Linked DNA regions of Mus musculus: region 2 is linked to region 1. A link is a contact called in public Hi-C data. All regions are on one chromosome and are shown on one strand. The core of a region is the stretch at or near the end of the contact, and the rest is flanking DNA. Distances in the headings are between cores, read along the strand shown.

Evidence for each region. Hi-C and Micro-C count contacts between places; a contact is called where the count stands out from the background.
Region 2: a contact with region 1 is called in a Hi-C map of uterus, with 3 times the contacts expected there. The contact joins the promoter of Gnai1 here to the enhancer-like site in region 1. A contact is called at or near these places in 1 of 39 promoter capture datasets (liver), 2 of 484 Hi-C or Micro-C datasets (forebrain and uterus) and 3 of 115 datasets of contacts at active chromatin or transcription factors (embryonic stem cells, kidney and stem cell-derived neural progenitor cells).

What each region holds. Positions count from the first base shown.
Region 1 is chr5:18,150,479-18,154,868 of GRCm38.p6, reverse strand. No RefSeq gene overlaps it. Among named protein-coding and RNA genes, the nearest start is that of Gnat3, 190 kb to the right of the region's middle. Within about 2 kb of position 2,623, at least 13 of the 459 cell types and tissues checked have an H3K27ac peak or open chromatin away from gene starts, as enhancers often do. A contact at or near this core is called in kidney and uterus, where this site is marked.
Region 2 is chr5:18,357,766-18,362,155 of GRCm38.p6, reverse strand. It overlaps Gnai1 (guanine nucleotide binding protein (G protein), alpha inhibiting 1), which reads left to right and starts at 1,743. Exons shown (of 8, transcript NM_010305.1): 1 at 1,743-2,104. The coding sequence starts at 1,987.

The DNA of each region.
Region 1 (4,390 bases), core at 1,374-3,873:
GAAAATATGAGCAAAGAGTCTTGAATGGAGTAAGTAGACTACTTGGTGACCCAGCTTTCTTTGCAAAGTATATGTGAATGCTCAGTAAACCATTTTAGAGGAGACTCTGGGAAGTCATTGGGACATTCTACTTTGTGCAGAATTCACTTCCTTCCTAGGTCATCTCAGTGTTATTTTAAAGTCTGTATGGGACTTATGAATAACATGGGCAGAAAAGGATGTATTTCAAACAACTAAAGTTTTTTGTTTTCCTCCTAGTTCTCATATGGCAACCACCACATTGAAATGGTTATTCAGCCAATAATATAGACCAACTCTGAGACTACAGCAAAGCAAACATTTCGTAGGGGATTAGTGAGCCATTTCATAGCAGAATGGTTACACTGGAGTACTGCCATCTCAGAAAGAGAACTTGGGATATCATTTCGTTTTCCTCCCCCACAACGCTTCTGCCAGCCTTGCCACCTGCATATTTACTGAATACCTTATTTTCTACCTTACTACCCCGATTTATGTGGCTTCTGACCAAAAAAGATTATTTTGCAGCAAAACCAATGACTCGTATGCACAAGACTGATTAGTCTTTCTATGGACAACATCACGAAGAAGCCATTGTCTGAAGAAAGATGGAGGACAGCTTATGAAACAACAATGAATTGCTGGTTGTGAGGACAATCAAAGTCAAGGCTTACAAATGAAACCTTGGAAGTGTGAGGGACTACCTTACAATGAATAGTGCTTGCTCAGGTAGCAACAAGCAGCATTAGCATCTGAAATGTGATGTGTGCATCTGACCATTGGAGGCTGGAGTGCGGAGTCCCTTCCCAAGGATATCAGTTTTGTACTCCCTGAAAAATTTCTTCCCCAGTTCCAGAATGTTGAACTCTGCTGGATTCATGTGCTGGTTCTGTTCTAGAGATGGAGAGTTCCCCAAGTGTACTTTGAGCTCCTCAGATCACTGACCCTAGGGAGTAAATGTCTGTCTGTATGATGATTAATCCAGATTCTCTGGGGAATATGAGGCACTGTTTCTCTTCTTCATGTTGCTGCTGACATCTTTGGCAACACTTGGGTACATTTGGGTCACCAAACTAGTTAAAGAAAAACAGTGAAACCCAATTTGCTAACTGAGAGAGCAGAAACTAGTTGGGGGTATGTAGAAAATGTAGAATCCAATTGCAACCTTATCCCGAGTTTGCCATTGTTCTCTGTGTGTATGCATATTTGTATATGTGTATATATATATGTATATATTTATACATACATACACACACATGTATATTGTACATGACTGAAGAAAAATGTTAAATGCTAAATTTAAAATAGTAAAATGCTAAGTTTAAAATTATATCAATCAGGACTCATGAAACTACATTCTCTATAAAAGAACTTAAACAATTAAGCATTCCAGTATGCCATTTTAAAAATTATCACTATTTAAATATCTCTGTAACATTAGTAGGTAGCTTAGGTGTTTGTGTTTGAATTTATAATCACACTTTACCTGCCTATGATTTTATACATTGTGTGCTATGGCTGGTGGCCATACATACAGTGTGTTTATACACTATCAAGAGGAGATTTCTTGTGAAAGATGCAGGCATTTTCTCCCCTGCTTCATTCCTATTTGGGGTTAGAGTGGGAATCACACCTGGGGCTTCACACAGATGAGGCAAGTAGATAACCATTGAGCTTCAGGCCCGGATCATCTTCCTTACATTGCTGTGCTTTGATTTTATGACTAAATTAGATTTTTACTGTTTTTTGTTATCTTCTTGCAGGTGAAATAAAGTCATTGGCACATTTCCAAAAGAACTGCTGGAAGTCCTCAACGGTTCCCTCCAAGATCTATGGGCACAAACATAAATGCTGGCAGTGGGAGAAATGGCAGCGTTCTCCTTGTTTAGGGGAGCTGTGGTCTGTGTTCATGCTGCATTCTCTATGCTTTCTCTGAAGAGCTTTCCCAGGGTGTTGCAGAGCCCGAGGACCTCCGGTCGTCAAGCCAAGAACAAATTGTGAAGTGGTTTCTGAACTCATCTCCTACTAAGATATTGTTCATCTTAGTTTGACAAAACACATAACCTGAGCCAAAAAAAAAAATTGTACTTCCTTAAATAATACCTCTTGTAATCATAGCCTCCCTTTGACCGGGACACTGCATCTTACATCTTGGATTAAGTTTCTGAAATACTCCTTTTTAAAAAGTAATAGTTTTATAAAGACGTAAAAGGAATCTCTCTCTCTCTCTCTCTCTCTCTCTCTCTCTCTCTCTCTTTCTCCCCCCCCCCCTTCTCTCTTAGCTGTAGCAAAGTTACTGCTTTTCTGTTAAAGTCTTGTAGGAGACTGACCCTGCCACAGATTTCTGGGAAGTCTCAGAGCTACATGAACTAGGTCAGTAATTGGGATGAGCTTGCCAGGAAAAGATGCTGGGTAGATATGGGTGAGAGGAAAAGGCCCATGAAAGACATCAAGTAAGGCAAACAACAGCTGCAGCTGCAAATCCAAAAGCAATCCATATCTCTGCGTGAGAGTTTGTTCCTCTGCCTTCCTAGCATCAGTGTGCACACAAACAATGTTGATAAGAGCAGACAGAATCATTTATATCCTAATGGGGTTTGCACTTTTACTCATGAGTGAGCAAAATATGGGCATGGAACACATCTGAAACATGGTGCTATGGCTGATATCTTAGTCTTACTATCAAAGCCATAAATGGTATAAACTACCCTCTCTTAGGGGCAATCCCAAAGCCCAGCTGTCAGTGTTATACAGCAGCAGCAGGAGGAGGGGGCGTTTTGTGATCTGTCTGCTATGAGCAACCCTAGAAGGCAAACCCCAGACCTACTGCACAATATCATTTACTACATTCATCTTCTCAGAGAGGCAGAATTGTTTGAGCTGACACACAGGGCTGTTGTTGACAAAGAGAAGGGAAAGAGGACAGCGAATAAAGACACCTTGTGCTCTAGGGAAGAGCCACAGCTGCAATCCTTCCTACTGTAGGCAGCATCAGGAACCATCTCTAAATTCTGACTCTCTGCATCTGATTTGAGATTTGAGGTCTAGTGCTGTTTTTGTTTGTTCGTTTATTTGTTTGTTTGTCTGTCATAGTTTGCTTTTTGATTTCTTCCCTAGTGCAATTTAAAAATTATATCCCCTCCCTGCAATGGACAAAGAGACACCTTGGTGGTGGTGTTATATACCAGTCAGGGGCAGGGCAGATGGCAGTCCTTTGTTCATCCTAGATTGATGCCTGGCTTGGTGGCCAAAGCCTAGCATTCATAAAAGTTAAATCAACTCAAATCACATCCAAGCAGCACAACAAAGGAGGAGGAAGACAGACACAGACCTGTGGATCACCATCTCACCCACAGACCTGCTCTCCAGTGAATGGCACAGGCAGGTCATAGCTACCTCTTGACACCACACCACCCAGCATAGATGAAGGGTGTCATCCAGGGGCCCACCAAGCAGCATGGCCAGCCTTCAAAATCTATATTATCTGCAAACAGTTAGGATGTACAGAAGGGTCAGTCCTAATGTTCCAAAGCTGCAGTATCTCCATGACACAGCCCCCCTTGACCTTCGTACTGGACATACTGCCTACTGCCTGAGACCCTGATCCCCAGAGTCTCCTCACCCTGAGATCGCCAGTGTGCAACAGCAACAATCAGGGGCAGGGGCCCCACAGTTTGTCATTCTTGTCAAAAATAATATAAATGCCCAGATCTTTATGTTAGATATTCTGGCATAAATTATCTTTATTTCGGCACAATATATATATTTTAAAGTACTTACATTAAGAAAACAATATTGAAATAAGGTAGATGCAAAAGAAAATATATTTTAAATTTAATATTCTTTGTGTGTGTGTGTACATATACATTTATGGCACATATATAGTATCTGCATGTTCACATATGTAAATATGTATATCTATAGCTGGTATCTTTACTGTTCTTGACCTTATTTTTTTGAAACAGGGCCTCTCAATGAACATGAAGCTCATTTATTCCACTAGACTAGCCAAAAAGTTCCAATGACCTGTTTGTCTCCCTAGCACTATATCTGTATCCCTAGCACTGGCATGAAAGGCATGTCCCACTGCACCTAGCTTGTTACCTGGGTGCTAGGGGTCCAAAGTCAGGTATGAATTCTTAGTTTTAAATCCTTTATTAGCTGGACAACCTCTCCTCGCCATATTTGATATTTTTGAGGGAATGTGTTAGTTTCCACTTGTTTGAATAACACCCATCAGCAGAAGAGTCATTGTTATGGTGACAACAAAAACATCTCCAATCACATACATTACCCTGTGTAAGTCTTCCACACTTAAAGTATTGTTAAAATAAGGTGCTTAAGCTTTAAGTGAAAAATCAAGCATTCAAAG
Region 2 (4,390 bases), core at 494-2,993, 210 kb before region 1:
TTCTCTCATCCCTGGTCCTCTTTCCTCAAGAAAACCCTCACTGGAGAGAGAGCTGGATCCATTGGCCCTTTAATCTTAGATTTCCAGACTTGAGAAATAAATGCCTGCTGTTGAAGTCATGTGATCACCATACTTTGCTATGGCAACCAGTTCAGGGCTCCAGTGCTCAGTTCCCTGCCCACCAGCTTCCCTGGAGAGTTCTTCCAACATCCTCTCAGAAGTGAGGATTATTTCCTCATGTCCTTGACGAGCTTTTCAAAGGGAAGGGGCAATTCATATAAGTCTTTGACAATTCCTATACAAGGTGTGCAGCTTCACCATGCCTCAGTCCTGTTTCCCTTTTGGCTGGCCCCACACTTATCTGGCCTGAACCGTGGAGGAAGGACAGTCAACTGATGGCTGCAAATGGCCCAGTCACATTAGATTTCATTAATTCTGGAATTCTTGATGAACTTTTGGAGTGTCAGGAAACACAAAGGAGGTAGAAGGTGACCGAGTACCCTAAAAGTGTGCGGGTTTTGTTCTATTTTGAAAGAATCCAACAAAAAGCGGAGGGAGTTCTTAAGATTGCTTATCTTGTGCCCCGCAGGTGTGACTCTAACAAAACGGAAACCTATAAGCTCTGCTTGCTCTGAGGGACCCAACCTGAAGCTAAATATTCAAATGGGAGCCAGAGACTAATTGCCTAATTTTTATCTCGTCGAGGAATGTATTTTCTTTGCTAGTGGCTTCATCATCTAATTCATCAACATTTCTCCTATAATCAGCAGTGCAACTGACAGGAGAGTCCAACCTTCCACCTATGCTCCTCCCCTCACGCTGGATGAAAAGCCATCTAGTCCTTGGCCTGCCCCTGGAAAGATGGACTGTAGTGTAGATCAACAGCTCATTTAAAAGCAAGGAAGCTAAGGCCTACAAAAAGAAATGCCATGCCTACTGGCACAGGAGTTACAACAGAGCCATAAACCATGGGTAGGCAGCTTGGCAAGACACTTACAAGTGCCCTAAAGGCGATCCATTACCACAGAGGCCGCAGACTTGTTTGTGTGTTTTACTGCTCACGCCATTTTAAAACAATTCTTTGATTCTTTGTCAAACGTTTCTGTCGGATTAGGAAGAAATTCCTTAGAAATGTGTTCCCTTATGAAAAGGGAGGTGAGCATAGATCAAAGGGAGAGCCAGAGGAAAAGAGAAAAGGCAAGGGAGGAAGTGAGCATTGGCAACCCCAAGACCCCAATTCCCGCTTGGTTGCTCCCCACTTCGGGTTTCGCAGGGCTCCATTTCTCGCTCATTTCGCTCTATTTCCCACGGTTCTTTACCTAAGCCTACACATTTTGTAAACCCTTGGGTGGCTGCAGGCTCCGGGCATGCTCAAATGCCCTGGACTGCCTTTCCTCACCCCTTGCTCGCAACTTTGGCAAGCGTCCCACTCGCGCTCTTAAGGGGCAGGTACCCACGGATCCCCCGCAGTGGTCTCCAAAGCGTGGGAGGGGGTTAGTGAGCTCCCAGGCGGAGCTGGAGAAGTCAGCGGCCGCACGGGGCACCTCGTGGGGGGACCTGCAGGAAAAGCTGGGCTCGGCGATCACGCGGGCGCGCGGCGGTCGGAGGGGGCGCTGTCCGACGGCACGTGCGCGGGCGGGCGTGAGCGCGCGCTGGGAGTGGTCGCGGGGCGGGCAGGGGCGGGGCCGCGGCGGCGCGCGGACGCCGAGCTCGCTCGGGCTGTGCGCGGCTGCGGCTCGGCCACGGGCAGCTGCGGTGGCGGCGGCGGCGGCGGCGGCGGCAGAGCCTAGCGGTCGCAGGGATTCGCGGGCGCGGATCGCGGAGTGTCGCCGGCAGGGACGGCCGCCCGAGGCGGCAGCGTGCGGACTAGCAGACCTCGCCTCCAGCTTGCGGGAGCTGAGGACGTAGCGGGGCCGCCTCCGGGCCAGCCTCTCCTCGCTCTGCCAGCCGGCCCCGGCGCCGAGGGCGCGGCGACGCTCGGCCACCATGGGCTGCACATTGAGCGCTGAGGACAAGGCGGCCGTGGAGCGCAGCAAGATGATCGACCGCAACCTCCGGGAGGACGGCGAGAAGGCGGCGCGGGAGGTCAAGCTGCTGCTGCTGGGTGAGCGCGGCCGTGGGGACGGGGCCCGGGCCGGGGGACAGCGGTGAGCGAGCGCGGCATCCCAGTCCCTCAACAGCGCAGGCGGCTTCTTGGCCGCGGCGGTGACTGTCGCGCGACCTCACTGGCAGCCCAGAGTGTGGCGGGGCGGCGGGACGCGTGGGAATCCGATCTTTGAAGTTGAGCTTTGCCCTCCCTAGATGAGGGACAATTCGGGACCACAAAGCCAAGCACCCCCTCTCCACGGAAACCCGGTGGTGAGAGGTGTCGTGCCGCGTTGCGCTTTGCCCACGCCTGGAAAGTGCCACGTTGGGTGGCCTCGGGGCTCTCTTTGTGGGTCCTCTTCCTCTGCGGGGTCTCAGTGATCTTCCTGTCAACTTCATATGGCGACTCAGTGAGTGGAAAAGAGCGCTGAGATTTTCCCTGCGTAAGGACTTGAGCTGCTCTGGAAGCTGGATTTTGCCTGGGTGGGGGATGGAAACCACCAAAGTTGGCTTACGTTTGCTCTCATAGTAGGAAGGGAAAGAGGCTTCGCGGGTGAAAACAGCCCTGACAGGTGCGAAAGGCTCCTCGACCACAGGGTCGTTCCTCCACTGCGGTGTTCGCTCCAGTGAGGTTTGACAGCTGCACACCATGCTTTCTTTCTTCATTCTTAACACTGTTTTGCTAATAGGCGACGTGAAGGTCTTTCTTCCAGTTTTTTTGAACGGAGGAAAAAAAAAAAAGAGTAGATCCGGATTTTGATTGAGCGATATAAGGAAAATATTCACAGGTTATGGTTTTTTTAGATCTGTGAGTCAGGGTTTTTCCTTTTGTTTGTTTTTCTCCCACACTGTAGGTATTTAGGCAGATGATAGATTTCTTAGAATCTTCGTTTGCACTTCCAGCGATTTGCTTGTGTTCTTCTCACAGTTGTGATAAAAGAGAAACATCGCTGCACAGATCTGCTTTTTAGTAAGCTCCCGTTTCATTGGTTTAACGACTGCAGAAAGATGGTGGTTATTTCCTTCTTTCTCCATTACTAGTAGGCTTAGAAGAAGCAAACTTGGCATGACTAAAAGTAATAATGATCTGAGTCATTTTGCAAGCAAACTGTGAAATAACTTTGCATTTTAAAGACCTGGGTGGTGTTTTTCACCCATCACAGCCTCCCCATAAATCTTTCTCTGTAAATAGGATTGACTGAGTTTTTATATTAAAAAGATACTGTCTTTCCATGAGATCGGCGTGTTTTTAGAATATTAGCCACAGAACCATGTAACTTACAATAAACATAAAATAAAGGGATTAGACAGTTCTTTCTCTGTGGCTTCAGAGCACCTGCTTGGAAGGTCTCCTTGGTTGTAATACTGTTCTCAGTTGGAGCTACCATCCACCACATTTAAAGCAGTTGTAAAATGAGCCCTCCCAGTGATAGTGGCAGCTTATCTTTTAATTAGACACCTATGAAAGATTTGAAAAATGGAATTTTTGCAAGCTTCAGAATGCAAGGTATCTCTTTTTATCACTGTTGACGATTTGAAGTTGATAATTCTTTGTTGTTCTCTGTGTGTGTGGAGGTATCCTGTGTGCTGTTGGATGTTTAGCAATGAAGTTGACCTCCACCCATTAGATGCTAATTGCTGCTCACCCTTTCTAATCTCCTAAAATGTTGCCAAACGCCCCCTGGAGGCAGAAATGTAACCTCTGCGGAGAACCACTGTTTTAGATTAATAATTAAATATAGTTGAGTGTGTAACATGCAGCTGAAGTTGATCTCTCTTACCATCTGTGGGGAGTTAATGAGAGATGTACCAGAGTCCTGATTTTCAGAAGAAATTATACAGTTCTTATTCCTCCAAACCAGTGCATGAGAAGGATTCTAAAGTTATAAACAAGCAAACAAAGAAACAGTGAAGGAATTCCTTTAAGTGTTGTTTCTAGCTTTGAGGTTTTGCTTTCATCTACAACTGTATTTTCTGTCGAGAATTCCAGCCCACCCCTGTCTTCCTGTGCACCACTTCATCCGACACCCTAGTTCCCATTTAAGAGAAAAAAAAAATCCTTGTGTACTTATTTCGCAAATCTTAATTCTTGTAATAGTTGAAAATTTTTTCCCCAAGTCAGACTTAGCAGTGAACTATGACCTTTAGTCCAAATTTGGATGTTTAAGGCTGTGTGCAAGTAACTCTATGGTGTCATCCACCTAACTCATGGTAGCTGGTCAACTGAGATGTAAAGTGGTATCTAAGTAACCCAGCAATACCACCTGGACTCCTAGGAGGGTGTCTTCATCTTCATCTTCATCTG